Linked DNA regions of Gossypium hirsutum: region 1 is linked to region 2. A link is a contact called in public Hi-C data. All regions are on one chromosome and are shown on one strand. Each heading gives the region's core, a stretch centred on a gene start, on an enhancer-like site or on the middle of the called end of the contact. The rest is flanking DNA. Distances are from core to core; before and after follow the strand shown. Region 1 holds the start of LOC107946472 (homeobox-leucine zipper protein ANTHOCYANINLESS 2). Region 2 holds the start of LOC107910011 (leucine-rich repeat receptor protein kinase EMS1-like).

Region 1 (3,719 bases), core at 956-3,455, 990 kb after region 2:
AGAATTACATTTTCATGGCGTTCCAATTGGGTCTGGTTAAAAGGATAAATTTTCATCATTAGCAATCTCAAACTCAAGTTTAAAATTCAATAAACAAAAAACAAAATAGATTATCAACTTACCTTCATCTGGGTTCTCCTGTTTTGAAACCAAAACTTTATTTGCTTGCCCTCTAAGCCTAGCCTCCTGCTAAGTTCCATTCTTTGTTTTTCATCAGGATGAGGACACTCCTTGAAGAAACTAGAGAAGAGAAAGAGATAAACTTCAATAAGCAAATCCATAAATTAAAAATAAAGAGAAAAAGAATTCCTTAGGCTAAAGTGAAATGTAAGTAAGCATACGATTCAAGCTCTTGTATTTGACGTGGAGTGTGCCTGTGGTACTTCTTCTTCTTAGACGGTCCATCGGCAGCAGCATCCTGATCATCACCGGAAGCAACATCAAAATTATCACTTTCAGACCTAATCTCGTATCCGTCTTCCTTCATCCTCCCAACAAAACCCGGATCAAAGTTTTCCCCAATCAGCCCCATCTCACCATGACCATCCATTCTTTTCTGCACCAAAACCAAGTCCCCTAATAAATGACCCATCTTAAAAATAATAACAAACACACAGCAAAGCTCAGAAAAAAAAGTAGGTAATAAATTAATTGAAGGACAATGGACTAGAGAGAGAGAGAAAGAGAAAGAGAGATGGGGGGAGGGGGAGGGAGAGGGAGATGAGCCAGTACATATGAGAGAGAAAGGGAGGGAGAGCTTAGCATAGATATGGGAATATGTTGGGTGAGAAGAGGTGGCTCAACAATGGCATAACTTAGCATGTTGTTTTGTGGAACAAAATCAGCCACAACCACCCTTGCACCCGAACTACCACTGTCACTGCTGCTACTACTGTTGATCAAACCCCCAAAACTCATTAAATTAGGAAAAAAAGAGAGACAGAAACCAATTATTTTTAATCTCACACTCCCTCTATTATTTCATATCGTCTGTTTTTCTATGTTGATTGAAACGGTCACTATCACTTTCACAAGGTTGTGCTTCAGTTTTGTTTCGCTTTCTTGTCCATTAATTTGACCTTACAAAACAATACCCAGATTAAGCTAAAGTCTAAAACCTTTTTGACAATTTCATCTCAACAAATCCAGAATGACAAGGCTGTCTACCTTGTCAACGCCCATGCATGACACCTCTCTCTCTCTCTCTAAAAGACTCAAATATTGTTCTCTCTCTCAAAAAAAGTCAGTTTAAGAAAGAGAAAACAGTGGAGGAACAGGACAAGAGAGACCACCTTTTTATCTTGTAATAAAAATAATAAGAAACAACGAGTTCACACCTTCTCTTTTATGTCTTTACCTAAGTCCAGCGTCTCAGCCAGGGAAATCCCTGAAAAAACTCCATGGAAACACTGACAAATATGAAAACCCTAAATTTTCACAGCATCATGCTTGACCAATTGTTTGTCAGCATATTTGACAAAATTGAAAAGGACCCACAGAGAAAAGGAAAAAGCAAAACCAAATACACAAAAAGGCAAAGCTTATCTCTTTCACATTCACACTATTCAAACACCATATGACGTAGCAATAACCAGAATCAAAGGCATGAAAAAACCCAGTTGACCTCTTTCTCTTTTTTTCCCCTCTCTCTCCATCTTCCAGTGCAAGTAAAGAAAATAAACAGGCTGAAAGAAATAAATGCACAAAAACAAGAACCCAAACCCAAAAAAAGCTAGTACCTTTTTTATTTTTATTTTGACAGTGAGCAAAGGTCAGTATTTTTGAACAGAGTGGAATAGATACAGGTTATCAGATCCTTCTCTCTCTCTATTTAACTGTTGGGATCTGTACAAGAAGTAAGAAGGACAAAGTATATAATAAAATATATGAAAGCTTTTCTTTTTCTTTATTTTAGATTAAAAGAACCCAAAAAAAAAATCACTACTACTAATTATAATGGTGGTTGGATCGTTGGAAGCTGTGAAGATACTGCAAGCTGACTTACAAAGAAAAAGGGAGAGAAAATCAATAGTCAAACTCGTTAATCCTTTGTTTAATATCAAATGGAAATGAAAAAAACTCTCGATCTTATAAACCCTAATGAAGACTGTAGCGATCTCTCATTCTCTCTGTCTTTTTTTTCCTTTAATTTTCAATTTTGATGGTATTTTCTTCCTCTTCTTCTTCTCCCTTTTGTCTTCCCCATAAATATGATATTTAATTAATATAAAGAGGAAATCAAGAGCTTAATGCAGTGTGGGACCCACTACCTCCCAAAACCGGGTTTTGCCGTTTTAGGATATCCGCCTTTCACGCGCTACCCCCGCGCTTGTGTCTGTCCGCGACACTCGTAGTTCTGACGAGTTTAAATCCTGTGTGCTCGATACTCTCTACGCCCGCTTATACAACTTACGAATGGAACCTATCCGAAAATGACACGTAAAAGCTGAGATAAAACTCTGGACATTCAGGGTACTGTTTAGGGTCAATACGGTACTTCTGCAAATATAGATGGGGACAGGGTCTAGATTCCTAAATCTAATTCGGCCGTGATAGTTGGCCCTGTTGTAACCCTAATTTGGACGACAACTCATTTTTTATTTTTCTTTTAAAATTTTAATTTTACAAATATATCTGACTTAAGATTTGGTTTTGATTTTAAGATTGTCTCAAGTTTTATTATCACTTCAATTTCCCTAAGCTTAAGAAAATCAAAGCAATTATTGGAGGAAACGTTCACTAAACTCTTATTGGATCATTTGCTAATATAGATATTTTTAGTACATCTTTTCATTACAATATTTTTATATTTTATAAGTAAATTTTACAGTTTATACTTAAAGGTTTATAATTATTTTTTAATAGTATCATTTTAAAAATTCCAACTAATATTATTTCCTTAAAAGTTTTATATTTTTCTTATTACAACGTACAAGTGTTTAAATTTTGATTAAAACTAAATTAATTAATTAAATCAATTTAATTTAATTAATCGATCGATTAATTGATCTAATTTGGTCAAAGGTCGATTAATGATTTTTTTGAAAGCTCAATTATTGGTTAATTTAATTTAAAAGTTTAATTTTTTTGAAAGTTCAGTTAATTCAGTTAATACTAGTTCAATTTGATTAACCGTTTAAATACTCCTACTCGTTGGTTTATTATATTTTTTAGGCTACTGAATTATTTAAAATTATTTAATAAGTTAGGACTCATCATCATATGCATAATAATTTTAATAAATATAAAATAATTTTATAAAAATAACATTCTTTTGAATAATAAAAATCACATTTTTAAATACAATTAATGAAACATGATTATTTTTTTAACTTTAATTTCATTATAAGTTTTTGTCATATCTTTTCTTTTTATACAATGCATAAAACTACTTATAGCTCATCCTCAACCCTTAAATAGGAGGATAATTAATACGCTTCAACTCACTAAAACTAACGACTTTCTACACTAGTAACAATGTTAATACCAATCGAGATAAGACTCAAATGACTAAAACATGATTATTTTTATTTTTAAAGGTTGATGCATTTAATAAATTATATTATATTTATGTTTAAGTAAATGTTATTGAAAAAAACAGATACAAAGACACAACACGGATACACTAATTTACATAGTATTTTTTTAACATAATGTATTATGTGGATCTCAATTTTATATTAAAAAAAGTCATTTTAGTATTGTATTTAATTTTTTGC
Region 2 (3,782 bases), core at 610-3,109:
CCATCAATGGAAGCTCTGAAAGATACTCTGGGATTGAACCATTAATGTGATTATTGAGCAAAACCAACTGAGCAAGATTTCTACAGTTCACAAACACATCCTCAATGGTAACCGAAAGGTTATTACCATCGAGATCAACCTCAAAGAGTGATTTTGCATTGCATAACTCTCTTGGTATCGAACCCGACAACTTGTTATTGCTCAAACTAAGGTGCTTAAGCCTTGAGCAATTCTCAATTTCAGGAGGGATGTTACCTGAAAAGTGGTTGTTTGAAAGTAGCAAAGACTCCACCTGGGTCCATTTCCCAAGCCAAGGTGGCAGTGGCCCAGAAAGCTGGTTCGTTTCAGCAGAAAACGTCAGCATAGGCAAACTTGAAAGCTCCTCAGGCAAGGACCCGGACAGCGAATTGAAAGACAGCATCAACATCATCAAATTCCGGCAGTTCCCAAGCTCCGCTGGTATTGAACCATTGAGCTCGGTGTAGACGAGGTTCAATATAGTCAAATTCTGTAACTTTCCTATAGACTTTGGAATGGAACATTTCAATGGGTTATAAGAAAGGTCGAGCTTGGTGAGTGATTTTAGATTGGATAGTTGTTTAGGCAAAGGTCCTGTTATGGAACAAGAGGGTGAAAAAAAGTTCTCAAGGAGTGAAAGTTTACCAATTTCAGGTGGTATTTTCCCTGTAAATTGGTTGATTCCAATGTAAAGAGCGGTCAGGTTTTTTAGCTCACCAATTTCAGGCGGGATATTACCAGAGAAAGAATTGTTGGAAATATCCAGAGAGGTTAAAGACTGAAGGTTTTCAAAGAGTGTTGAAGGGAAAGAACCTGAAAGGAAATTGTTAGCCAGGTCCAAGAACTGTAGCTGAGTTAACTGTCCAAGCTTAGCCGGCACTGTGCCAGTGAGTGCATTGGTGGAAAGTTCTAGCGTCCGAAGTGCATTCAGGCTGCCCAGCTCGGAAGGGATGTTTCCGGTGAAAGAGTTAGACCCGAGTTTGAGGGTCTTGAGGAGAGTCAACTCGGCCAACTCAGTCGGAATTTGGCCAAAGAAGGAGTTAGAGGACAGGTCTAGGAGGGTGAGGTTTGAGAGGGACGAAAGGGACGGAGAGAGAGAACCTGTCAAGGACCGAGATGGAAGAGAAAGCGAGGTGACTCGGCCGAGCCGACAAGTGACACCATCCCACTTGCAGAAATGAATTCTTTGGTTCCATGATGATAGAAAATGAGGGTTTTGAAGCCCTCTTTTGAAGGAAACCAGAGCTTCCCTGTCTGGGTTTCCGTCCGCTTGCTCTATCGTTGCCCCTGATATCGATAACAACAAATGAAGGAAACAGAGGAAGTGAAACAAAAGCTTAAACTCCATAGCCAAAAGAAGAAACAGTAATATTTACAGGGGAAGATGGGAAAGAAGAGAAGAGATAAAAGATAAAAATGGAAGGATGATAATGGCCATAGGCAAGGGGAGTAAATTCTGAAGAAAGGTTTGGGTGAACTTTAAAGAAGAAGACACCATAGCCAACGTAGCTCACGTGACTGGAGCTTTTGTAACTGCAATCCTCAAATCTCAATCGTGTTTCCTTTAATATATATATATCTTTTTATTGAGAGAAAAATCCCACATGAGTTTTGATTGATCATATATTACAAGTACCCCTGAGGCTGAATCTTTGGTTTGGAATTATTATACGATAGGAACAAAAATCTTTTGATTTGTATATTAAACAAACGAGCTATAAAGGGCCCCTACTTCAGAGAATCCGGCTCTTGTCTCTTTTCTTTAATTTTCGCTTTGATAAAATTAGCACACTATGGATGATTGTGGTTTAAGGCCTAAAAGCTGAGATATCCTTTTGTTTATTTCCTTGGGTTGTTAGAAGAAATACGTTTTATTTAAATAAAAGTGCCCCAACCCAAATTTGCTTCTTCAGTGCAGCTGTAGGTGCACTGTACAATTTTCTGCCGAATCTCTGATACTCAAAGATTTGGGGAAATTATTGAAAGATGGAAGAGATAGAAATTTAGTGAAAAAGGTGTAGTAAACGATGTGGTTGTTTGTAAGCGTGAAATGTGTGTCGTCGCCCTTCATCTTGAGATTTTCAGTAGTCAGAACAGATTGCTTTATAATGGAATCTCAATTATCAACCCCCCAAAAATGAAGCAACAGAGTAAAAGAACTGGACTAAACTGAAGAGGTGAAGATTGCGGAGCATGGCATTGGGAACAAGAACTTACAGAAACCAGGGCTTTAATTTCATTGGCAGACAAATTATTATTATTATTATTATTATTATGGTTAAATCGCTATTTAAGACTTAAAAAAAAAAATCAACTTCACCCAAATAAAAATTTCTACAGATCCATCCTGGTTTTGTATTTTTGTGATGCAGGTCAGTTATCAGATGAAAATTTTGGACGCATTATTATGTGAGAGTGAGAGGGAGTGGTCCCTTAAAATTATGGACCCCTACATTTCCTTCCGATGAGACGGTCCAGATGCTAATTTCGGTCAGGTGCATTATTCCAATTGACCTTATTGCCCCTTCACACTCTTAAATTCATGTTAGAGAATAGGACCTATTAGGTATTAATAAAATAATATTTGATTCTAAAATTTTAAAATTTAATATTTTTTTTCAATAATGAATTAGTTTTAAACCTGAAGATTATTTTTGGTCGAAATTATAACTAATAATTGCCTTAATTTTATTTATATTTTTTTAAACAAATATTAGTAATTGCCTTAATTTTATATTTTACAGGAATAAATGGTTTGGGATGTGCAAAAGGACAAGGCATAAGGGCTCTCTTAATTTACATAGAAAAAAGGAGTGTATCTTATAGGGGCGGTGTCTGTTTTGAGTTGCTTGTAAGGACATGAGAACCTGATGTAGGCTGAGTTGTCCCTTCGGTCCCACTTAGAGCAATACATGGATCGGCTGGTTCGCAAAATCTGGCCACCCCGACAAACAGTTTTTGTTTATAGGAAAGAGAGAAAATATTTTTTAAAAATATTTTTATTTAAATTTAATTATAAAAACATATAAATATTAATATAATAGTACATATTTTATTTTTTTATGCTTATTATATAAAAAATATCTATAACATTATTCAATAATCAATTGAACTCTCAATTAAGAGTAACACTCAATTGAATTCTTATTCTATATAGACAATCAATTAAGCCCTTCAAAAGTCAATTTCTATATAAACACCGTTAACTTCGCCATGTGGTACATAAGGTTGTGCTATATGGTGAAATCTAGTAATTTTTCTTAAAATTGTTTAAAAAACATAAAAAAAATCACAAAAAAAATTATAAATCTTTTATCTAAAATTATAAAAAAATTAGAATTATGAAAAACTAAAAAAGAAAGAAAGCTAAGTTGTCTAAATATGTCCTTTATTTTTTGTTAATTGGCCATGTAGGTCATTTTTTTGAAGAATTAGAGAAATAGGTCAATTTTGGAGAGAGTGTGTGAAAACGCACTCATCTAGACGCGCTTTCCTCCGATGGTCATTTACCCAACGGTAAAAATTTAAACACGGAAATGGTAAAGTTTTTAAACAGCCCAATGATAACTTTTATTTCCTATAAATACCAGACCATTTTTCATTCTTTTCACTCAAATCTAACTCTCTTCATTCTCTCTGAACTCTCAAGTTTCTCAAGATTTGTTCGAATTTTTCCAATAAATTTGTATAAAAATATTATAGTTTTATTTTATTATTTCACAGATAATTTATTTCGAATAATTTTTCACGAATGACAAGTCCTC

The links. A called contact is a pair of places that touch in the nucleus more often than the background predicts.
Region 1: a Hi-C map of leaf shows a contact between it and region 2, with 3 times the contacts expected there. The contact joins the promoter of LOC107946472 here to the promoter of LOC107910011 in region 2. A contact is called at or near these places in 2 of 34 Hi-C or Micro-C datasets (both in leaf).

The regions. Positions count from the first base shown.
Region 1 is chrA08:65,742,697-65,746,415 of Gossypium_hirsutum_v2.1, forward strand. LOC107946472 (homeobox-leucine zipper protein ANTHOCYANINLESS 2) reads right to left here and starts at 2,206. Exons shown (of 11, transcript XM_016880826.2): 1 at 2,006-2,206; 2 at 1,740-1,845; 3 at 1,338-1,387; 4 at 342-556; 5 at 123-240; 6 at 1-32. The coding sequence starts at 550.
Region 2 is chrA08:64,749,727-64,753,508 of Gossypium_hirsutum_v2.1, forward strand. It overlaps LOC107910011 (leucine-rich repeat receptor protein kinase EMS1-like), which reads right to left and starts at 1,860. Exons shown (of 1, transcript XM_016837773.2): 1 at 1-1,860. The coding sequence starts at 1,366.